Regions from separate parts of the Acanthopagrus latus genome. Here region 1 is linked to region 2. The links are chromatin contacts, called in public Hi-C maps. All regions are on one chromosome and are shown on one strand. The core of a region is the stretch at or near the end of the contact, and the rest is flanking DNA. Distances in the headings are between cores, read along the strand shown. Region 1 holds the start of LOC119015510 (transmembrane protease serine 6). Region 2 holds the start of tab1 (TGF-beta-activated kinase 1 and MAP3K7-binding protein 1).

Region 1 (5,663 bases), core at 2,348-4,847, 170 kb before region 2:
GCGGAACAACTGACAAGAAGCTTCAGGGGTGCAGACGTTGGCCTTTTTCATTTTTCAAGATCTTTCAACTGCAGAATGGAAAAAAAATAGATGCATAGAATCAAATTATTGTGGTACGTTAGCCCAACATCCAGGCTTCTTTTAACTTTGGTTTGGTGTCCACAGACTTCATGAAAAGTATTTTAGCTGCTTGAAGGTCAACTTCCTCTCCAGAAAATCCCTAACAGCAACTTCCTGTCTGTCAAAGTTTAACGGAACTGCAGTGATGAGGATGAGGAGTAAACATCTGTAGCTTCATCACTCTCACCACACCCTGGTAGTGATAGCACGTACTCATTTGACTCATGGTTCTTGTAAGGTGTTACAGATAGCAGTGCATACTGAAAAAGGTCAAGCTCAACCTGACACAAAACAGTAGGATGCACGGCTTACGTAGGCGTTTAAACTAGACAGATGACTAATCTGTCAAAGACACACAACCTTTATGATCATTTAGCAGCAGAGGAGACACACACACACACACACACACACACACACACAGTTAAATGCAACTTTACAACCTTCTAAGTGTTTGTGTTTTTAACTTTAAATCTAATCATTTCTCTCGCAATTAATCCTCCAGAGCTGGTCTAGCCCGTACTTCACCACTGAAACCATGAATACCTTCTTGAAGCCGGTGGACATCGCCTCCGTCGAGGTGACCTCCGCTGCGGATGCCGTCGTACAAATCAGTCCAGAGGCGGCGCTGCAAGAGAAGATGAGAGTCGAGAGCAGCTACGAGTCGACCAGTTCCAGCTTCTCCAATCCCAGTTACTCCCAGCTGTCTCCTCCTCTCGTCCCCGTCTCCCTGCTCACCACGGGGAATCTGAAGCCCTGCGACGCCGATACACCCTACGGACCGGTTAGTAGTCAAGGTGAGGGTAGGAAAGCAGAAGAGGATAAGGATGACGAGAGTGGGGAAGAGATCCGAAAGTTGCTCTGCGGAGGCAACAGCAACAATGAGCCCATGCCGGTAATTTCTGACTACGAGAAGGTTGAGAAGCCCCAGCTGGAGCGCTTCAGGCTGCAGAGTCTAGATTCAGGCGTGTGCAGTGGCGAGGAGGTCAGTCAGGAGAGCCTGGAGGTCGATAGCATCAATGTGAGCGATGAGGATCCTGAAGGCAAAGAGGAGGAGACGCAGGGACAGGATAGAAAAGAAGCAGATTTTCAGAAGCTGTTAGAAGGCATCGGAGGTGTTTTTGACAAAGGGTCCATTCAGGTCTGTTCGGGCTACGAGCAAGTCCAGAGGCCGCAGGGTGACAAACCCGAGCTCAACAGCCTGGATTCAGCCATCAGCAGCGGGGACGAGGAGCAGGCGAGTCAGGAGGAGAGCCTGGAGGAAGCTGTTCAGACCACTGAGTCCACGAGCCTCCTGTTTTCTCCTCCTCTTCATTCCAGCACATTGGCATGCTCCCTGCCCTCTTTCACTCCGCTGCCCCTGAACTTCTCTGCGGCAGCTTTGAGTCCCGATCTGGGACCTCTGCCGATTCACATACTGGGCAGGATGGCTCTGATGTCAGCCAGCAGGCCAGTGGAGCCCTCTGGTGATGGATACATGCCAGTAAGGCAGGAGCAGAACTGAATACAGACATCAGGCCGAGCAGCAAATGCTGTACAATAAATGTATGTAGCACGACAGCTTATCGGCGTAGAGGCGGTAAACGTTCCCACCAACACCTGACAATCGTTTCAACATTTCAGTCTCATCGCCGATGACAGTTTGAATGTTACAAATGTATTTTCTTCTTACACTGTCTTCCTAATGAGTATTTATCTTTATCTATGTCAAAACAAAGGAAAACCCTGCCAATGACAACATTATGGAACAAGAAAGAGAAAAAGCAAAAGGTACATCTGCTGTCTTTATGTTTCAATTATGTCCTGGACCAGAAAGAATAACAAAAAAAAAAAACAAACAAACATATATATACATACACATAAATACATATTCTGGTAATTGTGTCTTCAGTGAGAAACCTGTATAGCCAATGTCTACCTGTGTTTATCTATGAGGGGTTTGTCAATCCAAGAAAAACAAAAGATGTTCAGATCTTCACTGTCAAACATTGCTGATAAAAGGCTACATCGATGTGACTCAGGCAGATATTCAGATAATCAAGTATCCACAAGCAAAATAACAGCTTTGTGTCTGATTATTTTAAAGCTTCATTTGATCTCATTTTGTTGCTTTAGTGTGTGTCTGGCGACATTCATTGTGTTGCTTAAAGGAGAAATTCACCTCCAAAGTTCTCTAGTCCAAAACAAGTGTTTTAGCATGTTCTGAAGTAGCTGGTGACGTGTTTAAAATGTAAAACAAACATGATGTGACTCCATGGAGCCCTCCTTCCTTCTTCCTCTTCTTCTGAGTGTCTCTTGTCCGTTGAGGCTCATGGGAAACATAAACAATATGGTGACCCACCCCCTCAAAAAACTCTCTAGCGTCACCAGTGGACAAAAACCCAGAAGGACGACTTTAACGTTATATATACTGTATGTGGAATCCATATAAACCATGCTTATTTATATTTGTATGGCAGCTATTTCAAGAACTACTGACTATGGAGATGAACGGAGAGATTGGAAAATGTATGCTAACTCATCTTTGACATCCTGATTGATCTCATATTTTATCTTTTTATGATTTTTTTTATTTATATTATTATTTTATTATAACAACCCAGAAGTGCAGAAGTGCAGCACTGTAACGCTTTTCTTTCTCTGTCCACTGTGTGAAGATTCACAGTGTTTAATGTCACGGAAACATGTTTCTCTGCACAATGAACGTCTTCCTTTGCTGTCCACAGAAAACCACCAATGTAAAAACTAATATATACAACAGAAATATACACAATAAAGCAGTTTTAAAAGGAAGCATGTTGAAAATAAATTTTTAAAAAAAGCAACAACAATGATAATAATAAAACAGTAAAATGTTTCATTGAAATGGTGTAATAACAAAAAGGTACGATGTTTGTATGATGTACATGATGACATTTCATTTAGAATAAATGTGAGTATGTTTGGGCCACAGGTAAAGTCACACCTGGATTTTTTTCTTTTTGTCTGTGTGTGTGTCACAAGTTCACTTCATCAAAGTCGTAACTGTAACACCCCGACTTCGTTCGGTGCGACACACAGTGTGAAGCTGAATTTAGCTGACATGTATTTCGGCAGCTCACCTGCTCAGAGCTTCAGTGTTACAAATAAAGAATCTGTAACGAGAAATTTGAACTGTCAGTCGTCCTTTAATGCACAAATCTCTCCTCCTGCTCTCTCTCTCTCTCTCTCTCTCTCTCTCTCTCTCTCTGTGCACTTTATGGCCGATTGGGAATTCTTGTTTGTGTGGAAAGTGAAATGAACTGTAGCGAGTCCACAAATAGCCTGACCCCGCCTCATTCACCATCGTGTTTACCTGTGCAGGGGGCAGCTGACTGGGAGCATCACAGTTGCTAGGTGACGATCTGTGACATCAGCACACCTGCACCTACCTGAGTCACTGCTGCTCCTCTCAGATGAGACAGTGATCCCACGACATGTACGATCAGTGGCCATCAAGCCATCGGTTGTGACTCTATCACCATGTTCAGTCCACGCTAGCTTTTTTTTTGGAAGTATTGATTGATTTTTTTTTTTTCTTTCCTTCTTTTTACCTTTGGACTTACAAACAGAGGGGGGAAACACTCTGTCTGTTGGAGCAACATGTCTGGCTATGTGCTCACCAGAGATGCTAAATGAAATCAGTTAAAACTCGAATTCAGACATCGGTGAGCCTCCACGGACAGTGAGATGATTTCTGGAGGAACGAAGGATGAGGAGTGACGCGATGGCGCTCGGTTACGGCTCCAAGAAGTCAGTCTCATGTGACCAGGTGGTCATTCCTGCTTCTCTGGACAATGGGGTCAGTAATGCATGTACCACACGTATAATCTGATATATACCTCTCTATGTTCAGATTGATTTCTATCAAACTGGTGGAGTTGTTGAATTATACCAGTGTTGAACAGAGGTCTGCATATGTAGGCCTGTTTCAATTTGAGGCTTCTGTTTTGAATGTTGTTTGCTCTGGCTGGGAACTGAAACCTCCTCAAGAAGAAGTTGCTTTCACGCGCATTTAGTTTCGGGATGGTTTTATAGGGCAAAAAAAAAGCAAGATGAAGCAGGAATTAAAACAGATGTCCCCAAAAATAAGTTGCCTGATTTTTAGTTTCCTGCACTTAAAACAAAACTTCCTGTCGCGTGTTCCTGCCTGGGTGAGCCTGACTTGAAGTGTGGGGTTGGAATAAATTAAATAAATACATTCATATATCTCCCATCGATTTGTTTTTAATTCAAGATGAATGGTAGTAACTAAACAAACCTTTATGTTTCCACAGATTTTGATGATTTGCTTATTTTAACTTTACGATAAGAAAGGCAATGTATGATAGTTCAACACAGAAGAAATAAACGCGATAAAGTATAAAATAATAACACAGTACAGCTGAAAGCCATTCGCATTCATATCGAACGCATGAATCACCATTTGGGCCGAGTTGGGGCAGTAAAAATGGAGAAAGTTGCTGCATTAAATCTCTAAATTAAGCATTCAGATGTTTTGATTTTGACCTGAAGACTGATTGCATCTGGGATGTGATGGAGGTGGAGACACTCACCTACCTTTTACAAAATAAAAGCCAAAATGCATCATCACTGTTCAGCGAATACTGTTGCAGTTTGAAAACAGAAAAGGAAAGAAAAGATTAAAAAAGGGCACGAGGAGAGAAATTAGAAACATTCAACAAATGGGAATGAGAATGTAACTACGTAACGTTAGGCTGATTTGTTGTGGGCAATGAAAGCAGAAAGCTATGATGCTGAAGTCCTAAACTATAAAGATAATGTTTATATGTCAGCTTGTTGTCTAAGGAGCGAAACATACAAACCACAACAGCCCCATGACTAAACATAATCCACCGGGAGGAAACATCTCTGCTCCTGTGTGCAGTATGTTCTGTCGTGCCCTCGCTCAGATACTGTATGAGGAGACAAACTGGATCTGAATTTACATTTTCAACCCAAAAGAAAGTCATTTTTTTTTTTTTTTTTAAATCTGCTCTCCTCAGGTAGGAGCTGGTGGACAAGCTGTGGCTCCGCCCACCAGGAAGACCTGGTCCAAGTGTAAATGTCTCCTGGCCGTCATCATGATCGTCGTCCTCATAGCGGCAGGAGCAGCACTGGCCTGGTACTTCTTGGGTAAAGAGTTTTTTTTTCTTCTCTATCAATCAATTGACCAATTGACTTTTCCTTTAATGTGACCACAGAGGGGGACTCAGGATGTTTGATGGGCAGGGGCAAAACAAATAAAAAGGGGCACCAGATGTTTGGAGTTGGGCACCGAAGCACGGATAGTTTGGATTTATATGCTGGGTCTCGATTCAGGGTCTGCATCCTTCGAAGGACCCGGCCTTTGCAGTCTTCAAAGGCGAGTCCTTCAGAGAGACCTTGGGACGGTCTAGCCTTTGGAGCATTTCCTGGTTGCGTCACCAGATGTTTTACCCTTATATCATGATTTCTGCTGGGCAGGCCTGCAAGAAGTGATGATCTACGCCATGCGGTGTCGCCATTTTTTCTCTTTCTTTCTTCTT
Region 2 (4,844 bases), core at 149-2,648:
ACACTGTGTACTGTTGGTGAAAGTCATTTACACCCATTTGTTCACTTATATGTGCATCATAGCACTGTTCGTGTTCAACCATCTCTGTTCATCTTTGTTGTTACTGTTTTCAGCTGTTTGTCCATTTACACACAGTGACAGCAACAATTCTTGAATTCGTGCAAAAACTTGGCGACAAAAGCTGATTAACTTCTCTACACCTTGACGACAGACCGACATCGTCTCTGCATGCTGACATTAACATGAGTGTAAACATTACTCTAACAATCGCAGAGAATAAATGGTCCATTTAGTTGGTTGTTGCTTAAAAGTTAGCTTCAGTAATTAACCATTTCTGAGTCTCTGTTAACCCACTCATTGTGTGTGACAGGACACTGCACAATAGGTACTTGTCGAATGAAAACCACCTCCTCCTCTCACTAATCCCGACTGTCCTGAGTGATTAGACGCTAAGAAATCGCATTATTTTGAGATTAAAGTTGGGCTAGCTAGCTAACTGTTAGCAAAACACTTCCCAAGCTCCAACTAAAGTAGCTAGCACTAGCATCGCTGAATGACACGAAATAACACACTTAAGTGAACGAAACAAACACGTCGACGGCCAGGGGAGATAAATGAAACAGAAGTGGTCCTGACGAGCAGTCCAGCAGTGACATTAGAGGTCAGTGAGAGTGAATAATAGCTCAGTTTTCACTCACGCTCTGCATCAAATTCCTTCGCTGGGCCGCCATGTTGGACGGTACACGATGCGTTCAGGATCCATCGTAAAATCCAAAAAACAAGCATCGAGCGAATACACCCACCTGTCAATGTATTAAGTAGGAAACTAACACAGTATAATAAAAAATACAAACACCGTAAGAGCATTTATCGTGGGTTCTGTGACAACTCATATGTCAAAGCTTGAAAATATAACGAGAACAGTTGGTTTAGCACTTTTGTTTTTATTTATATTTTTGTATACAAATAAACCCATTTTCCGCTCCATACATTACATTATTATTAATTATCAATGTTTTGGTTCAGCTGCTAGCACCGATTTAACACCTTCCTCCAAATGTCTTCCATTCTCGTGTGTTTTTGGCGTTTCACATTCAGATTTACCGATCATTAATCGACACATTTCCGACACCCCTTTAAGGCAACACCCGTCTTACTTTGCTCTGCTCGTGAATTTTATTATTTTTATTGCGAGATTAAATCCGTTCTCGACGCATTTGCTACGTAACACCTGTGCAGAGTTCATTAATTCATAACATGAAATAAATAAAATAAAATAAAGATGGAGGAAAAAATAAACATGCAAACACCACTTCCTGTTTGTTGCTAGGTGGGATTTCTTTGACAACGTCGCCACCTTGTGGTTCAAAAATGAACTGCAACAGTAAACTGCACCCACCTGATGCCGATGGGTGTTAAGCCTCATGGGCATCATCGACATAAATTTATCTTGATGACATTTGAACTTCATTCAGTGACGCAATTAATACCATTATGCCAGTATAATTAGTATTTCGGCTCGCTCTTATTATTATATTCTAGTAAAATAAATATGATAATTTAATATAATAAATGGATTTTCAGGAGGAGGTGTATGTTTGGATGCTCTTTTTATAAAGGTCTGGTATGCTTTTAATATTTATTATACACTCAGAAATTAAGAAACTGATTGGAATTGCAGTAAATCATTACTAAGCAGCTTCCCTTTAATGCAATCCATTATTTTGATCTACAGGGGTCAGTAAAGTGAATTATAAGAGCTATGAATATGCTTTATCGTTCACTAAATCAAAGCATGTTGATATAAAATCTGAACTTAGATTAGGTATAAAATATTGCCATTGGAGGGAGACAAACTGCATTTAGCAGATCAGCATCACATCTGTTCTTAAAACTTGCAATGACCTGACGGTAACAATATAGCTGTTTCTCTCTGTGTGTGATGAACAATCAGGAAAAACATTAATCTGCATTTCCTGTAAAAACAATCCAGGATGGATGTAACAGAGGGACAGCAGTGAAAATGCAACTAAACCCCCCCAAAATCTCAGACCACTCATTCATATCTTTATCAGTATTTTCTTTATTTTTATTGGTTAAAATCGAAACACATCAAAAACATACATTTGTACACAATGTTTTTTTTTTTTCCTAAATCGTACAGATTTCACACAGGAACGTCACACATGTTCTACGTCTACACGGTTGTACGGTATAAAGTATATATGTGAATATATACTTTTGATAATTTGGTCACATTTTTTGTCGCTGTATTTTTTCTTTTATAGTTATTATCCCAAAATAAAAACATCTCCTTAGCCTGAAAGCAAAATAAAGGACGAGGCATGGAAGACCTCACCGTTAAATCTCATCACAACAACACTCAACAGAACATAGATCTTCTTTCTTTTGTCTTTTCTTTTTTTTGTACAGAACTAGCATAATGCCCTAAAATAAAGCATGATCTTTTTTTTCCTTCCCCCAAACACTCTAATATACTTAATTATAGATTTACATATATTTATAGAGAGATATACTTTATTCTTTAAGAAAATGGAGCTATGCATGTTCATAAATACTCAGGATGATCATGGTTGCCTCATCTGCAGATTTAGTTTGAAGTAAAGTGGGAAACGGATAAAGAACCTGCAGCTCTTCAGTGTGGTTAGTCGTCTGTAGGCCTGCTGATTTTTGTCGTTCTGGATGCACAAAGATGACAAATGCTTGTTTTTTGGGTTTTTTTTTTTTTTTGGTGCTTAAGGACAAAAACAAGACAAAACACATTGAGCTTTCGCTGTAAAGATGCTGAGAGAGAGCTGCGATACTGTGCATGTAGGGTACACGTTGCCCCGTGTTCGGTGGATTTCGCTTGGCAGTCGGCACTAAGGCATCATTCGAGAAAAGGAAAAGAAAAGAAAAAAGCCTGTTCTTCGGGGGAGGAAACAAGAAAACACACACTGTCCCACATCCGCACATCGTTAAAACCCAAAGGAGACTTTTCAACACACACCAACACACTCCCATTTAACAAGTTGAGGGGAATTAGTTGCCAGGTATGCCACTGCTGCTTGTTTGTCTATGCTGAGATCCTGTAATGCACCTCTCAGCTGTGTGTGTGTGTGTGTGTGTGTGTGTGTGTGTGTGTGTGTGTGTGTGTTCCAATTAACACTGATCGCAGTCATGTTTGCTGACTGACAGCAGACCTCAGAAGATGAAGGCGATGCGGTCACAGAGCATTGATCTGCTACAGGGTGACCGTTTCTGCAAAAAAGCTCGACCTCTGGATTTCTTCCCACCCTCCTGTGTGATCTTTATTTATTTTTTTAACCCATAAACTGTTCCTGACATCTTTGACTGCATCGAGTGTCTATCTGCATCCCACGCCCCCTCCCATGATACCCTGAACCCCCTTTTTTATTTCCTGTGAGGCTCCCCATGCCTCCCTTTTTTTCAACAGACCAATAAGTGAAAGGTATGAAATCCACTGAATTTCTTCCCACAGCTAAATGCATTAACTGTTCCCTCTACACACTAATAATCACCAGGTCAAAATTATACAGCGCCAATGTAATACCGTGTCACCCGTACCCAGAACATGGACTTTTCCATAAACTAAGAATGTTATATCACAATCTATTCCAGCTCTTTTAAACGTACTATTCATTACTGATTATTATGAATAATAAATTGTTCCTTTGCTGTAATGAAAGCCATACACACATCGCTTTGTGCACTTAGCAAGTGTTTTAAGTAAAACTGCTACTAGGAACTTTGATTTCTTAGCTGATCCTGACTACAGAGCAGCTTCTTGCTTCCTTTTTATTTTTTATTAATATCCCAGATCAGGTAGAATCTGACCTTGTGACAGGCACTGAGACTTATTAAGACTTTTTTTTTTTTTTTTTTTAAAGATCGACGTTACCGCATGTATTAAAGGTGGAGAGACCCATCCATGATGACCATCCTTCTCCACAGTTGCTTACTGCACTTTTAGGGAAACATGAAAATCATCTAGGGGAAAAAACTGTCACATTAAAATCCTTAAAATTACACCTTCTACTTCTCCCTGTAAAATTCCTTGTATATAAACAAATTTGACTTCTTAACTTCCCTCTCCTCTGTGTATACCCTCAAGTTTCTACGTCACACTTGTGTATGCCAATCGTTGGATCAGGATTGGCTTCAAAGCTATGTGTGATGTCACTAATCGTGCTCGTAGCCCCGCCTCTTAGCATCAGATTTTCAGCGAGTGCAGAGAAAATCAACACTTTGATCGATGAGCTGTGAAAACAACCTTCTGCTGTCAAACTTGGCTCATACATTATTCAGCACAGTGAACTCAGACATTCAACTGCTGGAAGAAGAGGAAGATATTTCTGACTGGAGGGAGACTTTAAGCTGGTTGAGTCTAACAACAGTGTTACTGGATTTACATCAGCGCTACGTCGACCCCTGAGACTGGGGTTGATTTTGACCCGGTGATTGTTAGTGTGAAAGAAACCATACAAAGCCCGCTCTAAATTAGGAAATACAGGCAACTTCAGCCACACTCCCCCAAAAATATCTCAGTAGTCCTGACGCTGGTAGCCGCTGGTGCCGTCGAAGGCCCCGTCACTGTTGGCCTGGCCCCCTGCTCCTCCTCCCGGGCTCTCCACGTCGTCTCCACCGAAGGAGGTGTACGGGGCTCCGGCTGCGTCCTGGCTGGGGTCCGTGTACTCCTGGGAGAAGAGGGCCGAGTCGGCCCCCAGCTTGTACCTCTGGAAGGCAAAGAAGGACTGGCCCGCCTTTTGGGACGGAGGGTTTCAGACAGCGGGTGGACGACAGGAAGGCAAAGATGGGTGAAA

What was found. A called contact is a pair of places that touch in the nucleus more often than the background predicts.
Region 1: a contact with region 2 is called in a Hi-C map of muscle, with 4 times the contacts expected there. The contact joins the promoter of LOC119015510 here to the promoter of tab1 in region 2. A contact is called at or near these places in 4 of 4 Hi-C or Micro-C datasets (liver and muscle).

What each region holds. Positions count from the first base shown.
Region 1 is chr1:4,696,671-4,702,333 of fAcaLat1.1, reverse strand. It overlaps LOC119015510 (transmembrane protease serine 6), which reads left to right and starts at 3,597. Exons shown (of 17, transcript XM_037092202.1): 1 at 3,597-3,937; 2 at 5,142-5,271. The coding sequence starts at 3,848. LOC119028782 reads left to right here. Exons shown (of 11, transcript XM_037115053.1): 11 at 623-3,075. The coding sequence ends at 1,621.
Region 2 is chr1:4,527,708-4,532,551 of fAcaLat1.1, reverse strand. tab1 (TGF-beta-activated kinase 1 and MAP3K7-binding protein 1) reads right to left here and starts at 1,398. Exons shown (of 11, transcript XM_037100745.1): 1 at 699-1,398. The coding sequence starts at 731. LOC119020947 (synaptogyrin-1-like) reads right to left here. Exons shown (of 4, transcript XM_037100767.1): 4 at 2,151-4,784. The coding sequence ends at 4,566.